Linked DNA regions of Pan troglodytes: region 1 is linked to region 2. Evidence: chromatin contacts called from public Hi-C data. All regions are on one chromosome and are shown on one strand. Each heading gives the region's core, a stretch centred on a gene start, on an enhancer-like site or on the middle of the called end of the contact. The rest is flanking DNA. Distances are from core to core; before and after follow the strand shown.

Region 1 (5,696 bases), core at 1,292-3,791, 330 kb after region 2:
AGTACCAAGAAATAAAGATGGAAAAATAATAGACATGCCAAAGTATAAACATAAACAACAAAAATAAATAGCAGCACAAGATACAAAGCTGAAGTTCTACCTGGGTAGCATGTAAAAAACAGGGATTATTGCTTTAGTTCAGGATTTCTGAACAGCAGCACTAATGACATTTTTGGCAGGATACTTCTTTGTTGTGGCAGGCTGTCCAGTGCATTGTTAGAGGACAGCTTGCCTCTACCCACTTAATACCAGTAGTACTTCCTTCCTTGAGTTGTGACTACCAAAAATATGTCCAAACATTGTCAAATGAGGTGCTGGTCATGGCAAGGGCACAAAAATTATGCCCAGTTGAGAATCACCGCTTCCATTGCTCTGAATAAGCAGATTTTCTGAGCAGCTCTAGAAAATGTTTTCCTAGCAACTGGTCTATATTCCCGAACTACTTTTTCATTGAGATGTCAAATATTTCATATAATACTTTTCCAGTTCTTTATTATTATAATCTTGACTCAGCCAGTATGTTATTTTGCAATGTCTTTGAAGTGACATTAATGATTTATCAGAAGTATTTTCCCTTTAATAAGATACTTAAATTGCTTAATCATTTGGTGTGACTTTATTACTTTGAAACTTTTTGTGTGGAAGCCAATCTCTATTTCTTTAATCATATTAGAAAAATGGAATTAAATGCTAGTGTCCATATATGTACTTAACTGAAGGGAGGAATACCTTTAATATGTTTGAAATAATCATGTTACTGACTTCCTTTCGTTTTTATCTTTCCTTGAGTGTCTGGAAATCCTTCGAAATCCTTCAAGAAATTGTCCACGGGTTGTTAAGGCCAGTAATTAGTTAATTAGTGCCACAGCTGTCCCAATCCCAATCTGAACATGACCTAAACTGAGATGCCCCTGCTAGCGCAGTAGCTCAAATTCTGGCAGCACAACTTGTGGTAGGTATATGGAAATAGACAGAGCTTCTCCCTCAGCTCTATCTATGATCTTCTGAGAGTGATGCATGTGGTCATAATTATTTTTAAATATAATCCTTAAGTTTCTGAAGAAAGCAAATCCAGAAAAATAAGTCATATGGTCTTAATGTGGACTGGTTCACAGATTATAGCACAACTATCTGCGTGAGCTTAATGTCATATCTCCTTCCACTTTCCTGTCTTATTCCAGAGGGTGATGGTGGTGGTGTTCATGTGATTCACTTCAGTTCAAGGAACAAGAAAGCACGCATTTCCCAGGAGAATCACCGTGGTCTACCCCATCTCTGAAACCAGGCGAAAGGGTTTCCTCATTGGAAGTGAGATACAGTCAAAGCAGTAGTAAAGCGAACACCGTTTTATAGCTGCTATGGAAAAATTTTTATATTTTCACTGTAACACACACACACACACACACACACACACACACACACACACACGCGCGAGTCTCAAGATGGGATAGTTTAAAATCTTCAGCCTGCAGTGGGATCTAACTACCTTCCCTTCCGTCCCCAGTGCCTCCTGATGCTTGCAATCTCATTCCCAATTCACCAGCGTGCGTGAATGCAGACTCCAGATCCAGCGCAGACGCCAAGAATTCGCTCAGGGGCACCAGCTAAATAGCAAACAGATGCCATGTCAAACATGTGAAAGCCTCAGCGACTAGGGTACCGCCGGGAAAACCAGTTCCAGCCCAGGAATTTCTGGGTGGAAACACTGGCCGCCGAATTGTTTTATTCTCTTTGCTTGATTCGAGTCGGTTCTGAAAGCAGGTGTCCCCTCTCCCCCGGCTTCAGGAAGGGAAACCCCGGCCCCAGGCAGTTGCAGAGCTAAGAAAAACCATCCCGCCAGGCCCCTTCCTGTGGTAACGCGGCCCTAACCCTGCTCTGCCCCACAACCCCACTTCACCCGGGAGACGCAGACGCCAGGCTCCCTAGCACTTTGTCGCCTCTTCCTCCAGCCTGGCTTCCTGAGCTCTGGAAAAGTTCCGGGACTCCGGGCGTTGTTTCCATCTTCGCCTTCTCTGCCTGGGCCGCATGCCTCCTGGGCTTATTTAGGAAGCGAAGTTAGCGCCACACGTTTGGCTCCAGAAATTTGTTCTGACGGCGCGGCCGACGCCCTGCAGGGTCATTTCTGAACGCATTCCCAAATATCCTGGTCCTCAAGCCCTTACCACCCCCTAGCACACGAAGCCCCAGCTGGCGGTGGAGCAGGTGTGTTGCTGGTAGCTCATCGCTGGCTTGGAGATAGAGGTGCTAGGTACCTGTCCCCTTTCCGACAACACCTGAAACCGTATCGGGGCACACCCCTCATCCAAATATCCACGTTTAAGGTGTCCGGATTCGTTTGGCTTGACCACCCCCTCCCCGCGCCAACCCTGGAGGCATCTTCCGGGGGGTCTGTCTCTTCGAACCCAAAGGGGTACGCGTCTGGGTGAGCCAGGTCCGCCTCTTCCCTGGCGCTGGCCGGGGGCGGGGGTGGGTAGGCTGGGACCTGTGTCTGATTAGCTGGGAGGGGGAAGCCATGGTCCCAACCGCTGTCTGCTGAGCTCCAGTCCGTCCAGGCTCTTCCAGGAGGAAGAGGCACGATACAAGAGAGGAGGGGCAGGGGTCCCAGCACTGAACACCCTGGCCGGGGTTTTGACAGCTGCCACAGTCTCTGAGCTCCAGCCTCGCGCCTGAACCCGGTCCCTGCCATGGGGCCCCCTTCCAGCTCAGGCTTCTATGTGAGCCGCGCAGTGGCCCTGCTGCTGGCTGGGCTGGTAGCCGCCCTCCTGCTGGCGCTGGCCGTACTCGCCGCCTTGTACGGCCACTGCGAGCGCGTCCCACCGTCGGAGCTGCCTGGACTCAGGGACTCGGAAGCCGAGTCTTCCCCTCCCCTCAGGCAGAAGCCGACGCCGACCCCGAAACCCAGCAGTGCACGCGAGCTAGCGGTGACGAACACCCCGAGCAACTGGCGACCCCCGGGGCCCTGGGACCAGCTACGCCTGCCGCCCTGGCTCGTGCCGCTGCACTACGATCTGGAGCTGTGGCCGCAGCTGAGGCCCGACGAGCTTCCGGCCGGGTCTTTGCCCTTCACTGGCCGCGTGAACATCACGGTGCGCTGCACGGTGGCCACCTCTCGACTGCTGCTGCATAGCCTCTTCCAGGACTGCGAGCGCGCCGAGGTGCGGGGCCCCCTTTCCCCGGGCACTGGGAACGCCACAGTGGGCCGCGTGCCCGTGGACGACGTGTGGTTCGCGCTGGACACGGAATACATGGTGCTGGAGCTCAGTGAGCCCCTGAAACCTGGTAGCAGCTACGAGCTGCAGCTTAGCTTCTCGGGCCTGGTGAATGAAGACCTCAGGGAGGGACTCTTCCTCAACGTCTACACCGACCAGGGCGAGCGCAGGTAAGGGCTGTACAGCCCGGGGCCCCTCTCGGCCCCCGCCCCTGCGTCCCGGTGCAGGCTGCGGGTCCAGCTGACTACCGTGTCCAGGTGCGCGTCTGCTGCCCTTTCCAAAGAATCCCCTCGCGACGTTTTCTTTTTTCTTTTTATTTATTTATTTTATTATACTTTAAGTTCTAGGGTACATGTGCACAACGTGCAGGTTTGTTACATATGTATACGTGTGCCATATTGGTGTGCTGCACCCATTAAGAAATATACCCATTAGGTATATCTCCCAATGCAAACTATCGCAAGGACAAAAAACCAAACACCGCATGTTCTCACCCATAGGTGGGAATTGAACAATGAGAACACTTGGACACAGGAAGGGGAGCATCACACACCGCGACGTTTTCTTTCAAAGCCAGACAGAGTGCGAGCGCCTCCTTTCTCCCTTTTCCTATAACCTTGCTCCGAATAAAGAGACGGCGGAGACCGCGGTCCTTCCTCTGGCCAGTTTTCAACCCTGTATCTGCTCATCCCGTTTGTTTCTATTGCTGCCCCTTTTTAGGTCGCTGGTACCCCTGAAGCTTATCGTTCTCTTCAGAAAGCACCTTTCCTCTCTAGCCGGAAATTTCTTCACCCCATTCAACAAACCGCTTGCCCCTCAAAGGTTGGTCCTTGGACCAGCAGCAGCTGTAACCTGGGCGCTTGTTAGAAATGCAGACGTGTGTTCTTTTTACACTCATTTGAGATAATATCTCCTACACGGAATGTTTCCTGCCCCTGCACAAGAAGAATTGTCTCTTTCCACGCTCTGAGACCACAATACTGTCCTCCGGCGAACTCCAGGGAAATAGCTTAAGTGGGAGATATCAAAATTTATTTTTTTTCCAACCGGCGATCTCTTTGTCCACTCACACACTGGTGGAGCATTTGCGCCGTACACAACTGCATGTACTTTGCCCTTTATTATTAGAGAAAATGTTCTCAGATGTTCTCTGAGGGGAAGAATCCCACTAAATTACACCCTGCACCATCTCCTGCACTACTTTCAAAATTTCAAAGGTTTTTAAATAAGTTTAAAGAGTTGCTCTAGTGGATGTATAATCTGTAAATTTTGTTTTTAAGGGCAGCGTGCTTGGTTTTTCTTTAAAAAATACATCAATGCTTGAAAAAATAGTTTTGAAATTTTCTTATTTAGATGATGTGTTACTCAACATGTGAAGAAATCTTTTGAAATTACTGTGTAGGTCAGGGTGCAAAATATTTCAGAGGAAAAAATAGAAACACTTTACCCACATATCTGACTTTTTTTTTTCTTGCTGTAGGTCAGTAAATCCTCCTCTGTTCACCTACCTCTTCCTTGGTCCTGTTTCAGTGGGGCTGTGGCCCAGTCAAGCTTGCAAAGATGGGAAAGGGAAGTCCCGTTCAATTTTTCTATTGTGTTGCTAACTCTAGTGTTAACTAGAAACCATATTTTCAGAACATTAAAATTCAAGCAAGAAGAAATCTTAATAAAGTTGTACAGATGTTCATACACCAAGGTAGAGCTCCAAAATTGTGATGTTTTGGAAGAGTTGTTACCCTTTGGGTCTCTGCTTCTGAAACCACAAGGAAAAGACACCTAAGGTTAAGCTTGAAGCCAGGGTCATGAAGAACCTGCAACAGAAGGATGGCTTGTGGTATGCCAGACTCTGGGAGCCCAGCAGGCCTGAGTTTGAACCTGAGCTGTGTGAATTGAGCTAGTCTCTTAACCTCTCTGAGTCTGTTTCCTCATTCACGGAATAGATATAATAACTGTCAACTATTAGAGTACTGTGAGAATTAAATGAAAAAGGGAGTACACATTGACACATATAGCCTGGATAGTGGTAACTGCTATCCTTAGGTTGGATTATCATTATGATCAGCTTTCTTGTTATTTAAACGCAGAACCTGCCAAGTTCCTGGTATATATGAGTCTAAGAAGATTCCCAGAGGAGAAGAAGGCAGAAGCTGGGGAGTGGGGAGTTATTGCTTAATGGGTATAGATTTTAGTTTTGTAAGGTGATAAGAGTTCTGGAGATAGGTTGACAACAATGTGAATGTTCTTAACACTACTGAACTATTATACACTTAAAAATGGTTAAAGTGGTAAACTTTATGTTATGTGTATTTTACTAGAATTAAAAATTTTTAATGAGCAAAAATAAATTATAGATCAGTGAGTTTAGAATGGAGTTTAGAAATTTATACGTTTTGACGATTGTCTGAGATAATTCTGATGCCTACTATTGGCACCTCATATGGTTTTGTTGTGTCCCCACGCAAATCTCATCTTGAATTGTAGTTCCCA
Region 2 (5,092 bases), core at 1,192-3,691:
AACATATCTGCCTAGGGCCCCTTCTTCTCTCCTCTGCCGCCTTGTAGAGCAACGGCTACTTATCTTGCAGACTCACCTCTAACATCAGCTCCTCAGCTAAATGTCCCCTGATGATCCTTCTGTCTCCTGCCAGCACTATACCTAGTGTGTACCTTTATTGTTGCATTTAACATTTTATGACTATATATGTCTGTGTAAGCTCTCTGAGGTCAAAGTCAGTCTCTGGGAGGTAGTATAATAAAGTGGTTAAGAATTTAACTTGGGACTGCGTTACTGATTTAGCTACTTCTAAGTTTTATGCCCTTGGATCTTAGCCTATCTAAACCTCAGTTTCATCAGTAAAAAAGGAGTAAGAGCTATAACAATTTCATATCGGGCTTTCCTGAGAACATACCTGAAATGCTTAACATACTGTCTACACATAACAGATGCTAATTTGTTAGCCATTGTATCCTTAGCACTAATCACTGAGTCTGCATACACAAAAATCCAGGAAATGTTTATTAAATTCAAACAAAGAAAATGTCGGCTTATACTTTTTATCACAATTCCTGCTATCTTCTTTTCTGTCCCCTGGTGCTAATCCATGAAGGTAAGTAAGCCTAAGGGTCATCCTTGGCTTCCCCTCCCTGACCCACTATAGCCAAATCATCACCAAGTCCTGTTGATTCTACCTACTACCTTCTCTCCAATCCTTTCACTTTTCATTTACCCCACTGCTATCACTCTACTCTAAGCCACTATCATTTCTTGTCTAGACCACCACAATAACCTCCTAATCAGCCTTCCACATCCAGTCTGCAACATCTTACCACCACTTCTCTACCTGCACAAGTTATTATTAATGCAGCTACCAAGAATATTCTCGTCATATCACTGAACTGCTTATAACCCTCTGATGGCTTCCTACACTTTCAGGAAAAACAAATCCTTAACATGGTCAGCAAGACACTATCTGGCCTGCCCCTGCTGACCCCCTTGCTCTGGCTCCTTATTCCCAACCATATTGGACCTCTCTCTATGGCCCTGAAATTCTCAGTGTTCACTACTACCACAGGCTATTCCCCCTCCTCCCTTACCAAGGTGTATATAGCTCATCCTTTAAAGTTCAGCTTGAAATAATTTTCCAAAGGAAGCCTTCCGTCATGGATCCTACTTACTGCTCTTAAGGCACAGTTCTGATGAATGAGCAGATACCAGTTAAGAAAAGCAGGGTGAGAGGGGAATCATGAATGATGGCAGTGACCCTATCTGTTTCGACCACTTCTGTACCACTGGCACCTAGTATTCAATAACTACTCAAATGTTAAATGCGCCTACCAACCAAAATTGAAGCTCAGTAAAGACTGTTCTAACCAACCGAATAAACCACATTCTGTTAAAGTTTCTTTTTTATATAATCCCAAATATCAGAAGGGGCCTCTCATTTATCACAGCAATTCTTTCTACAACTCCCTTGGCAAATGGCCGTTCAACCTGTAATGGAGCTCTTCCAATGACAGGGACCGCATTAACCAACAGTCCTAATATTGGTAAAACTGAAAAGCAATGAAGTTAGACATTGGCAGCACTCCAAATCCAATTAAATTGGAGGTGTGGATTAGAGAGTAGAAGGTTGACACTGGGTACTACAGAGTATAAATGATTTTCTTTAAGGGAATCTTTTAAGGAAGAAAGCTCAATAGGCCTTAAAAATGAGAATGGAAAGAAATGCTAAAGGGAGCATTTCTGGAATTCATATATTTTAACTCCCGGTCTTAACATCTCTCACCCAACGTTTATTAGAGGAAAGTCAAATGCTGGGCATCAGCTACCTAGAAGCGATTTTTGAATTAGCCTAAGAACGGGGAAACACGGACAGGAAAGTGCCATCCCTCAAGTTACACCCCCAATCCTGGAGCCACGAGTTGGGGCCCAGGGACTGCTAGGCCCCTGATACCTGGAACTCCAGGGTGCACTTGGTGCCCTGAGCGATGTCCTCGTAGAAGCACTGCTTGGCGTTGTCAGGAAGCTCGAAGGTGATCTCAGAGGCGCCGCCGGGTCCAGGCACCAGTAGCAACAGTGCGAGCAGCCTGCACCCCCAACGGCCCGCGACGGCCGCCCAGCGCTGCGCGGACCCCGGCCGCGGCATCCCGAGAAGGCGGCGGCGGCCTCAACCGAGCTGCGAGACGCAGGGTCAGGTCTGCGCGGACTCACGGCGCGCGGCACGCCTCAGCGCAGGCCACCCCGCAAAGATACACAGCACAGCAGGTTCACGCCTGTGGGAGATTCGGGATCAGAGCGACCCTCCGGATTCCTTTGAGGGGCGCAGACGGGCGCACCTGGGGAGGTAAAAGAGAAGCGGAAAAGGCCTGAGAGGGTCGGAAGTGGGGATTAGCCTTTGGGGGGGTGAAGGGGCGGAGCCTGAGACACCGGCTCCCGTGACCCGGATGTGTTCTCCTCCGGGGACACGCGTTGGAGTGCGTACGTGGAAGCCCGCGAGGCGTTGGCTCTGCCTCCGTTGCAGCCTGGGACGAGGGGCGGGGCCAGAGTCGTGGGCGGAGAGGGGCGAGACCAGGAAACGGGGCGTGGCGGCCGCCGTGGTTACAGGCGGTTGGCGAGGGTAATTACGCTCCAATCACTGGCTTTTTTTTTTTTTTTTTTTTTTTTTTTTTTTTTTTTTTGAGACAAGAGTCTCGCCCTGTCACCCAGGCTGGAGTGCAGTGGCGCGATCTGCGCTCACTGCAACCTCCGCTGGGAACTTAGCGCTGGGGAGCATCTAGGGAGTGGTAAAGGGCTCATTTTGCCCTAGGGTGCTAATCTTTGGTGGTAGAGCGCTTTGCAATTTGCAGAGTTTTCTCATAAGTAATAATAAATATTTGGGGGAAGCAGCTGGGCAAGGAGCACGAATTCTAAGAGCAGACTGCAGGAGTGCTTAATCCCTGCTTTGCCACGTACTGGCTGTGTGACGTCCGGCCACTTGCTTAAATTCTCTGCCTCAGTCTGTATCTGTAGAATGGAGATAATAACACCTACCATAGAGAATTATTACAAAGTACCAATATTTGGAAAAATTACCTAGAAGTGGTTGGTACATAGCAAGCACTAGATGAACTTTTGTTAAATTAAACGTCACAGTGCAATCAATAAATTACATACCACAAGATAGGCAAAAATTTTAATTGTAACAATAACAGATATTGGTCGACTTATAGAGCCACAAAACCTCTTATACACTGCTAGTGAAAAAGTAAATTGGTTAATCAAGTTGGAAAACAATGTGCCATTATCTAATAAAGTAGAATATATGTATACACACACAGAACACACACACCTATATACAGTGTGTGTGTGTGTGTATATATATATATATGGCCTGGAATATGTAGCCACAGCCTGGAAATTCCATTTTACATATATTTATGGAGTATATGCTTTAGAGCAGTGGTTCTCAAGTGTTGCTCTGAAGACCCCCAGAAGCCTCTTGAAACCCTTTCAGAGGGTATGTAATGATCTGTATGAAGCTGGATTTTCATTATATATTTCAACCAAAACAGCATAACAGATTGAATATCAAAGGAAATGAGCACCCAGCTTCTTCCTTAAATCTAGATATGAAAGATTTACAAAAATAAGGTCACTCTTCTTGCTAAATTTTTATTTGGAAAATATTTTTATTAAAAGATGTGTTATTTATGTAAATGTGTGCAGTGAGTTGAATTGTGTCCCCCTAAAAAATACATGTCCAAGTTTCAACCCCTCCACCCCTGTGAATATGATTTTATTTGGAAATAGGGCTTTTGCAGATGTAATTAAGTTAAGGCCCTCAAGATGAGGTCATCCTGGGACTTAGGGTGGGCCCTAAATCTAAAGACTGTTATCCTTATGGTATGGTTTGGCTGTGTCTCCACCCAAATATCATCTTGAATTGTAGTTCCCATAATCCCCACATGTCACGGAAGAGACCCGGTGAGAGGTAATTGAATCATGGAGGCAAATTTTTCCCATGCTGTTCTGGTGATAGTGAATAAGTCTCATGAGATCTGATGGTTTTATTGTAGTTCCCATAATCCCCATATGTCATGGGAGGGACCTGGTGGGAGGTAACTGAATCATGGGGGCGGGTTCTTCCCATTCATTTATGTTTCCCATAAAGCAGTATTTGTGTTTATAATGCATTATTTGTGTTTATAAACACATAATGCACGTATAATGCATTATTCATGTTTATAAACATTGTTCATGTTTTATAACAGGTAGTTAGCTACATGAGATCTCGTGGTTTTATAAAGGGCAGTTCCCCTGAACATGCTCTCTTGCCTGCTGCCATGTAAGACGTGCTTTTGCTGTGCCTTCACCCTCCACCATGATTGTGAGGCCTCCCCAGCCATGTGGAACTATCAATTTATTTAACTTACTCTTTGTAAATTACCCTGTCTTGGGTATTTCTTCATAGCAGTATGAACATGGACTAATACACCTTATAAGAGGAGGGAAGATTTGAGATGCACAGACACAAAGATACAGGGGCAGGGTGGGGGGAGGGGAATGGCATACTGAAGACAAAGATACAGATTGGAATGATATGTTCACAAGTCAAGGAACACCAAGGATTGCCCATCGCTATGGGAAACTAGGAGAATGGCTTGGAACACCTTCTTCTTCAGAGCTTCCAGAAGGAATCAACCTTGGCAATACCTTACTTGCAGACTTCTTGACTCTCCAGCTCTGAGAGAAAAAATTTCTGTTGTTTCAAGCCATCACATTTGTAGTAATTTGTGATGGGATCCTCAGGAAACTAATGCAATATGTAATGGGTTTATTGTTTATTTTAAATGAATTATCAAATATTTTTAAATATCTCAGATCTCAATAACCTTTATTGGACATTTTTTAATTTGAAAATTTTTATTTAATCTTTAATTTTTACGATTCTGAGGCCCAGCTGAGCATGGTGGCTCACGCCTGTAATCCTAGCACTTTAGGAGGCTGAGGTGGGAAGATTGCTTTAGCCCAGGCATTCAAGACCAGCCCGGGAAACATAGTGATACTTCCTCTCTATAATAAGCTTTTAAAAATTAGCTGGGCATGGTAGCATATGCCTATAGTCCCA

What was found. A called contact is a pair of places that touch in the nucleus more often than the background predicts.
Region 1: a contact with region 2 is called in a Hi-C map of induced pluripotent stem cells, with 2.1 times the contacts expected there. The contact joins the promoter of LVRN here to the promoter of TMED7 in region 2. A contact is called at or near these places in 2 of 7 Hi-C or Micro-C datasets (both in induced pluripotent stem cells) and 1 of 1 datasets of contacts at active chromatin or transcription factors (stem cell-derived excitatory neurons).

Annotation. Positions count from the first base shown.
Region 1 is chr4:113,669,089-113,674,784 of NHGRI_mPanTro3-v2.0_pri, forward strand. LVRN (laeverin) reads left to right here and starts at 2,542. Exons shown (of 20, transcript XM_001149181.8): 1 at 2,542-3,379. The coding sequence starts at 2,685.
Region 2 is chr4:113,335,242-113,340,333 of NHGRI_mPanTro3-v2.0_pri, forward strand. TMED7 (transmembrane p24 trafficking protein 7) reads right to left here and starts at 2,442. Exons shown (of 3, transcript NM_001204309.2): 1 at 1,940-2,442. The coding sequence starts at 2,131.